Regions from separate parts of the Hordeum vulgare genome. Here region 2 is linked to region 1. A link is a contact called in public Hi-C data. All regions are on one chromosome and are shown on one strand. Each heading gives the region's core, a stretch centred on a gene start, on an enhancer-like site or on the middle of the called end of the contact. The rest is flanking DNA. Distances are from core to core; before and after follow the strand shown.

Region 1 (5,323 bases), core at 2,231-4,730:
CTTGTGAACTGTCTTGTGATCCGTCTTCATGATCCGTTCCGACCTAGTGCCGAACGGACGGCACCTCCGCGTTCAGCACACATACAGCTCGATGACGATCTCCACCTTCTTGATCCAGCAAGAGGGGGCGGAGAGGTAGAAGAGTTCTCCGGCAGCGTGACGACGCTCTAGTGGTGGTGACGATCTAATCCTGCACGGCTCCGCCCGAGCTCCGTAGAAATACGGTCTAGAGGAAGAACTATGGTGTCTAGATCTGAGTTGCACGTGACAAAAAGTTGTCTCAAATCAGACCTAAATCACCACTATATATAGGAGTGAGGGAGGGGAGGAGGCAGCCTCAAAACCTCAAGGTTTAGCCGAAATTGGAGGTGGAGGAGTCTTACTCCAATCCTACTTGGAGTAGGATTCCACCTTCCCACTTGGAAACTCTTTCCACCTTCTGTTTTTCCTTCTCAAACCAATGGGCCTTAGTGCGAACTTATTCCAGCCCACTAGGGGCTGGTTTATATCTTCCCATAGCCCATGAGGCCCCTTGGGGCGTGACACCCCTCCCGATGGTCCCCGGCACCCCTCCCGGTACTCCCGGTACATTATCGATGAACCCGAAACTTTTCCTGTGACCAAAGTAGGACTTACTATATATTAATATTTACCTCTGGACCATTCTGGAGCTCCTCGTGATGTCCTGGATCTCATCCGGGTCTCCGAACAACTTTCGGTAACCACACATATAACTCAACTATACTAAAACATCATCGAACCTTAAGTGTGCAGACCCCGCGGGTTCGAGAACTATGTAGACATGCCTCGAGGTACTCCTCGGTCAATATCCAGTAGCGGGACCTGGATGCCCATATTGGATCCTACATATTCTCTGAAGATCTTATCGGTTGAACCTCAGTGCCAAGGATTCATATAATCCCGTATGTCATTGCCTTTGTCCTTCGGTATGTTACTTGCCCGAGATTCGATCGTCGGTATCCGCATACCTGTTTCAATCTCGTTACCAGCAAGTCTCTTTAATCATTCCGTAATACAAGATCATGTGACTTACACTTAGTCACATTGCTTGCAAGGCTTGTATGTGATGTTGTATTACCGAGTGGGCCCCGAGATATCTCTCCGTCACACGGAGTGACAAATCCCAGTCTTAATTTATACTAACTCAACGGACACCTTCGGAGATACCTGTAGAGTACCTTTATAGTCACCCAGTTACGTTGTGACGTTTGATACACACAAGGTATTCCTCCGGTGACAGTGAGTTATATGATTTCATGGTCATAGGAATAAATACTTGACACGCAGAAAACAATAGCAATAAAATGACACTATCAATATGCTACATATATAATTTGGGTCTTGTCCATCACATGATTCTCCTAATGATGTGATCCCGTTATCAAGGGACAACACTTGCCTATGGCCAGGAAACCTTGACCATCTTTGATCAATGAATTAGTCAACTAGAGGCTCACTAGGGACAGTGTGTTGTCTATGTATCCACACATGTATTTGAGTTTCCAATCAATACAATTATAGCATGGATAATAAACGATTATTATGAACAAGGAAATATATTAATAACTAATTTATTATTGCCTCTAGGGCATATTTCCTAACACCTACATGGATTTAGGTATCTAGACATGGGAGCTTGGTTGTGAACGACATATGAGGTCCTTTACGGCATTGCCCAGGAACGTATAGGGGCCGAGATGAGCCAACTATGGTTGTGTATGCTATTAGTAGGTATTCATAAAGGAATAGTTAATTATGTGCAATTCGTTATGCCCCCTCGGTTGGTTTACCCATAGTTTTCGAAAATGTTCATTCCTGCCCAAACCACTTTGCTTCTCTTATGCTTTCACCCTTCGGTCTCAATTATGTCGAGTCAAAGGCTTTTGACTGTCGGCGACCCCGGCCACCTTCCTACCTTATTCCTCCGTCAGATCCTCCCCGACCTCCATCCCGTCCATGGCGCCTTGAACCCTACTGTAGGTCGCCAGTCCCTCCCCGGCCTCCAACCTGGTTGGATCCGGTCCAGCCAAAGTCTCTGTCGCGCACCCATGCCTCGCATCAATCCCAACCTCCCCTACATCGCTTCGCCGCCCCATGACCCTAGGATCCGCATGGCCCATCCCTAGATCCACCTTGTCTTAGTGATTTCGACAGATTCGATCGCAAGAGGCCCGGGCACTCTGACCACCTAGTTGGACGACGACCTCGGCGGCGCCGTGCGACGCAGGGCTCCGACGCGGGTGCAAGGCACAAAGGCAAGGTGCGGGTGCTCCGGTGACGGGAACGATGATGAACTACGGGGATATGGACGTGGCCGAGGCGGGGTAGAAGAACCAGTGACGGAGGCAAAATGGTCTCCCTAACAGTCAAACGCCTTTGACTCGACGTAATTGGGACGGAAGGGCAAAAAACACAAGAGGACTGAACGCACTTGGGCAATATCAAGGTTTTTTTTTTAACTAGCACATATACCCCTGCATCCCAATGATAAAAGATATTCACTTGTCCACCAAAATGTATATCAATGTGATACAACAACATCCGGACGGTTGTACCTCATAGCGGTAGGGATACACACGTCGAGGTTGAAATCTACTGCCTCCTTTGTTGTGGTTATCTTATGAAAGTCTTAGAAATGGATTATTAACGAAAGATAGAAGAGAAGCTCATGCAAGTTCAGCTGGTTGGGGCCTTTGCGATCATGAGTTACCAATCCCATAAAGCATAAATATTTTTCGCTACTCCTTTGTTTACAGAAAAAGGATGCAATTGAGGCCATCATAACATAGTTTTTTAATTAACATATCTAACCAATTCAAATGGGGTAAAAACATGCCCTTCTAACATATCTTGTCTAAGATATGTAGCCAATTTAAATGAGATAGAGAGCTTTTAATATTCCATAGCAATTAATTAGGTTAAGTAAGTTTATGCCCTAAAAAAATTATACTAGTTAACACGAGCGACTAATACCGTGGTTGGAAGCTAAGCATTTTTTGGTCAATCATATATAAATTATTTTAATATGAGTTACGGTTGCAAAAGTTATACCATGATCATTTGACTATATTCTCTGTGTAAATAGGCGATAGGCGATAGGCGATAGGCATGGGTCGTGCAGTGGGGGAGAAACCGGCGGCCGGTCGCCACCGAGCCATATCAACCGTCCACGTACCCCAACAAACCAAACCAATTGCCCTTTGCTTATCCTTCCATCTAGGAGCCGTAACCGCCCTTATCTCACCGCAGATAATGTTAGATGACTGTTAGTATATTGCATATAATGACCCTCCACAGAGCCCCTTGCTAATTAATAGATTAGATTAATATAATCTCCCCTCACAATTATCTCTTTCTTCTTCCCCAAAAGGCGAAGCAGGAGATTCTCCCGAGAATACCCCCGGCGTTGCCGCGGCCGCGGGTATATATAGCGCGCCCGCCACCTCCAACTCGCCACACACACCCCCACCCCCACCCCCACCCCCACCCGTAGATACACGGGCCACCGGCCAACGGCGGCAAGGATGGTCGGCCTTCTCCCCCAGACCAATGCGGCGGCGCAGGCCGAGGTCCTCGGCGACGCGTGGGACTACCGCGGCCGTCCCGCCGCCCGCTCCACCACCGGCCGCTGGGGCGCCGCCGCCATGATCCTCGTGGCCGAGCTCAACGAGAGGCTCACCACGCTGGGGATCGCGGTCAACCTGGTCACGTATCTCACGGCCACGATGCACGTCGGCAACGCCGAGGCGGCCAACGTCGTCACCAACTTCATGGGCACTTCCTTCATGCTCTGCCTCCTCGGCGGCTTCGTCGCCGACTCCTTCCTCGGTCGCTACCTCACCATCGCCATATTCACCGCCATCCAGGCATCCGTGAGTTTGACTTTGCTTGCCTGCTTTGCCGTCCCTCGCCGTGCAACTTTTAACTGCTTGCCCTTTTTTTTCCTATACTAGATTAGAAGATCCCCTTCTTTTGGTGGTAGGTTGTTAGTTTAGTTACTCTATACTTTTCCAAAGAAGAGAAATACTACTACGTACCAATCTGTAATACTAGCTTTTTTTCTTTCTTTTAAAAAACAAGTGGAACACACGTATTAATATTAACTGAGAAGAGGATACTGCTGTGAAAAGAACGGCCACCAAATCAACACTGTTTAATCATCATGGGCGTATATGCTTCCATTCCAAGATCGCCGCATGGCGTATGGGACTATGGGTCCTCTCCTCCATATATGCCACAGTGGACAATAAGGACTAGTTACAATCTCCTTTATACATCTTCTTAAATTAACAATTCGGAGATAAGATACCAGTAACTCGCATCGCATGAGATTAAATCTGAATATATATTTTCCTCTCTTTTTTATTAATGCAAAAAAAGAATTATTTGTGTCCGTCTCCCTTATCTTAATTAAGTACCCTTTGTAGACTATTATCAAAATATATAAATTATTAAAATAATATTTTAAATGCTTTTATATTAGTTTAGGGAGAGAGTAACGTTTTGCAACTTGAGATCGTAATCGAGAAGCATGGAACTTGCAGGGCGTAACGATCCTGACGATCTCAACGGCAGCGCCGGGACTGCGGCCGCCGGCGTGCACGGCGGAGGGCGCCGGTATAGGGACTTGCACCCGCGCGTCGGGTGGGCAGCTGGGCGTACTGTACCTTGCGCTGTACCTGACGGCCCTGGGCACCGGCGGGCTCAAGTCTAGCGTCTCCGGCTTCGGCTCCGACCAGTTCGACGAGTCCAACAGCACCGAGAAGTCGCAGATGATGCGCTTCTTCAACTGGTTCTTCTTCTTCATCAGCCTCGGCTCTCTCCTGGCCGTCACCGTGCTCGTCTACGTCCAGGACAACCTGGGCCGGCCCTGGGGCTATGGCGCCTGCGCCGCCTCCATCGCCGCCGGGCTCGTGGTGTTCCTCGCCGGCACCCGCAGGTACCGGTTCAAGAAGCTGGCCGGGAGCCCGCTGACCCAGATCGCCGCCGTGGTCGTGGCCGCGTGGCGCAAGCGCCGCGTCCAGCTGCCCGCCGACACCTCCATGCTCTACGACATCGACGTCGGCAAGGTCGCCGCCATTGAGGGGGGCTCCACCAAGAAGAGCAAGCTCAAGGAACGCATCCCGCACACCAAGCAGTTCCGGTAATACTATAAGCTAGTACTACTTACCAACAAATTGCTAATTGCCACGCTCTCTTGCTTGCTTAACTCATTTGCTGGTTGAGTGCGTTAATCTATATGCTCCTGCCGATTATGTATTTGTGGATGACATGGGTCAAAGTTGCATGCGTGGCCTTGGAA
Region 2 (4,757 bases), core at 334-2,833, 540 kb before region 1:
ATCGTCGTTCCCAGAACCGAGATGCAGGTGTTGGGTACCCGATCTCGTTCCAGAACTCCTGGGTTGTGTGGACGTCGGATTTTGGTGGCCTCCGTACATCATCTTGCGAGACAATCCGCTCTTCAAGCAACAGATCTGAAGCGACCTCAACGACGAGATCCTTCGCTTCCCGGTCGACCTCCGCTTCTGATGTAGTCTTCGATAGAAGCGAGAACCGATATTCCAATGAAGGCTGGACATCTAATCCATTCACCATCGCTGACAAGGCACTAAGCGCAAGAGTCAGCCAACGCATGGTCATCTCTCCGCCAGCGGTTAGATCGCAGCGAGACTAGGACCCATGCAGTAGCGGCATGTGCGCGGGGCGGCGCAGCTAGGTACGGCCGGCGGCGCTCCTATTAATGGATGGACTGTTTCCTCCATAGCACATATGTGAGGAGGCAGCCCTCAATTGCATATGATCATGCACAAAGGGCTCCTCTCTCTCTCTCTCTCTCTCTCTCCATGAGAATTGTTCCACGCTACAAGGCCGCTCCATCCCTCCTCTAGTTCTCCTACATAGCTTTGTTCTCAAAGGCGAAGCTGTGCTCAACTGCTGCTGAACGTGGACGTGTGCATACCGATTGAGGGATCATGGGCTGGGCTAGATAGTTGCTCGAAGAAAAGGAAGGCCCTCAAAATGTTTCTTTAATCTATACATATTAATAAAAAAATAGGTATTATTAATCCATCATGTTATTTTATAGAAAAAACACCTGATATTTTTGACATTAAACCCGCAGTACATATTAAATGTTTTTTAAAATACCCATATCTTCTAAACAATATCTCCAAATTTAACATGTTATATATGCAATTTGATTAGAAAAGTATGTAGAATTTGAAGACAATGTTATTTTATCTGTTAAACATTTAATAAAAATACTATCTAGGATGCAATCTTAATAAAAAATCATTATTGGATTGGAGATGAAACTGAAGGTCACTTGCCCGTTTTTTTGTACGTATGTATTAAATCTACTTGCAAACCGTGTTAAAATAAAAGACCTGTAGAATCTTTGACTGCACTTTTGTAGGGTAAAATCATCTTTGTTTGTGCCGTAACTACAAATTCTCAAATTATAAACCTTTTTTGTAAACTAAGAGTGTATGTTATTTTTTTCTCCCGTTGCAACGCACGGGCCCTTTTGCTAGTAATAATAAAATAGAAGTAACATGATTTGTCTGACATGTCACCATGCAAGAAGAGTTGAATAAACCAACCATGTTTACAAAGCCGTGGCAAAGTCTGTAAATGTTCTCTTCTGAACACAAAGCAGGTGCAAAGTCGGCAAACGTTCTCTTGTGAACAAAGTCAAGCACTTATACACGCACTCCTGTACACCATCTTAGAGGTGAGAGAGAGGAAAGAGACTCTACGACTTGTATTTGGTCCAGCACATCAACATGTGCATATGCTTCTCACATGGCGGGAAAGTGAGATGCAGCTTTGGCATCACCACCCACCAGATTTCCCAACCGATCTCCCGGGACAGGAGGCAGCTGGTGTGCGTGCGCATCGCATACTAGCAACCAGCCGCCATTCAGCAGCTGGCCATGAGCTCGGTCCAACCTCAAGGTCTCCACAGCACTCACTCGTGTTAGCACCCTGCTGGACCGAGATCCACGTGGCGCGCCATGCCGGACACGTCACCCCTGCCAGCCAATGTGGTATGGACACATCGGCGGGAGCGATGACTGGTTAACCGCCCTGAATATAAGGTGGAAATGAATTTAATCATCGTTGTCATGGGGGATTAGTGGATGAGGCCTCATGCTGTCTGGGATCTTTGGAAGGTTAGTTGGATCTGGATAAGTGGTGTGCATGGATTGATGTGTATGTATGCTCTGGCTTGCCCCTGTTGTGATATGTCCGCCTTGATGAGCACCTCCGATTGGCTGCTTACTAATCTGGAGCAACATTTCTTCCTACTCTGCTCCACTGCATGATCCTAAAGCATAGGCCAACTCTAGAGAAAATGACAATTTTTTTGTTGTAGATGCCAATGTTTTTATGCTGGATTGACAATTTGACAGGATGTGTGGAGTTGATATGCTCAATTGTCTTGTGCCAATGATACTGTTTAGAATGCCAACAGTTTGAAATAATTCCCCGAGTGCGGGGCTTACATGAACTTTATAGAAAATATTGTAATGGTAACATGACATTTACTTGGCAGGCTCTTTTTTCTGTAAGGTGGGGCTTTTTCTTGTTGGAAAACTTTCGATCATTCACTTTCAATAGTACAACGAACATCAGAAATAGTAAAAATTACATCAAAATCCGTAGATCATCTAACGACGACTACAAGCATTGAAGCGAGTCGAAGACGCGCCGTCGTCATCACCCCTTCCTCTCCGAAGCCATGCAAAACTTATTATAGTAGACAGTCGGGAAGTCACATAAAAATTATTGTAATTCTCCAAGGATTTCTGTGAAATCCATGCATTCGCATATGCCTTGCTGGAAATGCTTTACACTACCCCACGCTCTAAGGTTCAACCACCATATAACTTGGACTTAAGATGGCTGGGGTCTATCTGCTTCATCATATTGACCTTTTCATCGGACCACCCAACAATCACAGTTTTCTTGAATAAGATTCCATCGGCGATATCTTCTCACCAACCATTTTACATCAAGACTCTAGCTCCACTATAAAGCGGGCACTCTGTTTATAATTGAACTCGCCATAATGTTTCTTTTTGTGTGGATCAATCTTTCTCCAGCTGTTCTATTCAGCATAGACATTTTATTTTCATTATATTTCAGAATTATTTTTGTTGTTGCAAAATGGCTAGCCTTTCATGCTTTGACCCCATCCCCATCATCATGTATGTATTGCAATTCCTTGAAGAAGAGAACCTAGTAACATGCATTTGCAACGTTCCACTACTTTGGAAAGTAATCAATAAACTCCCTTTGGGTTTGACTTATCCTCATCATTAAATCACTCTATTATTGGGATCATGCACGCTCTGTGCATCTGCTGCACCTCAACATCCTTGCAGGCTATAATTGAAATTTTAATTCTATGGAGAATTTGGATCACACTTCTGTCATTGAAAATAACTAGTAATAGCGTGCGCCCAAAGCACTTTTGGCAATAATAATTACAACATAGTTCTATAGACATTCTAAAATCAACCATCTAAAACATGTTTGTGAATAGACAAAATTAATCCTGAGCTTCAACAATTATTTTTGTGTTTACTGTCATGTCTTCTGTCACATTATATTTATTTTCATCATCAAATAACAGGACAACTACAACTCAAAATGGAATCTCTTTATTCTTTGGTGCATGTGCATTGTCCCATGTTTCAGCCACTTGAAGAAAAGTGAAACAAGTTGAGCCATATAAATGCATCCGCCTTATTAGGAGGTTCATCTTGACACAGATGAAGCATTACCACACAAGCAGGCATATGCGCTAATTACTGCGCGATAAGAGAATTCCATCCAAGATTGTCTCTGACAAAGCATAGGATAGCATGAGTGAATTGACACCGTTGTAAAGGAGTCAAATGTGTAATGGTTTTGAGTTAGAATATGTCCAAGCTCTGACTGCAGCAACATGACTTGCCGTGTTGCAGTTTCTCACGAAAGATTTGTGATTTGGCACAAGTGTTTTGCTTTGCCAGTTTTCTTTTTCTCTGAAAAGGAGCTTAGAGCAACTCTAGCAGACCCCGCATCCGGTCGGCCCGCAAAACGTGTTTGCAGTTCACGCAAAATCGCTTTTGCGGGCCGGCGCGGGCTGGCACAGACGCAGACCCCGCATAATGGATCCGTAAAAAAGCATATTCGCGGAATATACTTTTTTTTACGGGTCGGCTTCTGCGGGTTCTGATCTGGCGCAGCTCCTTCCGGCCCGTAAAACTTAGATTTGTAACTTAAATTGATCTAGCACAATGCTTTTCTTTGCTTTTTGCAACAACATTAGATACAAAAGATATCACAAATCTTGGCTAGAATAGCAAAATCAAAGAAAACAAGAACCACAAGTATGCATTTCAGAAGATTTCCAACTTTCATAACTGTTCCAACTAGTTGAAGCAATATCTTCTCCATGCACTCATTGTTGATCTGCGGATTCTTGATCTTGCTTTCTTCATTCATCATCTTTGGTTCCAAAGAAGTAGACGTTGCTTCCCCTCTAGTTGCACATGCAACCGCATCATTGCCTTCGATTGTACTAAGGAGTGCACTAACATCTATTAAGTTTCTTTCTATCAACAAATCAATCTATTGGTCTTTCCAAAACTAAAATGAGTATCCATCGTCCTACACAAAAGAATGAGCAAGCTCGAAGTGACCTACCGCAATTGAACTAAAGAATGAGCTATGGAACGAGCTACCGTAAGTGCACGTACCCCGTCATTTTTGCATTTGTAGAACACCCATCCGGGGTACGTTGGCGTGCCCGAAGTGAGCCGCAACACTTGGCGCCGGCAGTCGTCACATTCTATGAGCGGCATCGGGAGGCCACAAAGACACTGCGCGAACGCCGAGCCCGGTGGACGGCCGGACGAGTCCATGTCCGCAAACCTTCGGCGGCGGCGGGCGGACGAACCCGTGCCTGCATGCGGCGATGCGCCCTTGCGTGCGCTGCGGGAGAGACTCCCCGACCACTCCATCGCCTGGGGCAGCAACCGGCGGCCGGAAAAAGCCAAATCCGACGGCCCACGATGAAGTGCCACAGATCTGCAAATCCGAT

Evidence for each region. Hi-C and Micro-C count contacts between places; a contact is called where the count stands out from the background.
Region 2: a contact with region 1 is called in a Hi-C map of leaf, with 6 times the contacts expected there. The contact joins the enhancer-like site here to the promoter of LOC123409719 in region 1. A contact is called at or near these places in 4 of 6 Hi-C or Micro-C datasets (leaf and seedling).

What each region holds. Positions count from the first base shown.
Region 1 is chr7H:383,907,976-383,913,298 of MorexV3_pseudomolecules_assembly, reverse strand. LOC123409719 (protein NRT1/ PTR FAMILY 6.3-like) reads left to right here and starts at 3,480. Exons shown (of 3, transcript XM_045102580.1): 1 at 3,480-3,893; 2 at 4,566-5,164. The coding sequence starts at 3,546.
Region 2 is chr7H:384,442,602-384,447,358 of MorexV3_pseudomolecules_assembly, reverse strand. No RefSeq gene overlaps it. Among protein-coding and RNA genes, the nearest start is that of LOC123411365, 4.8 kb to the right of the region's middle. Within about 2 kb of position 1,583, at least 2 of the 3 cell types and tissues checked have open chromatin away from gene starts, as enhancers often do. A contact at or near this core is called in leaf, where this site is marked.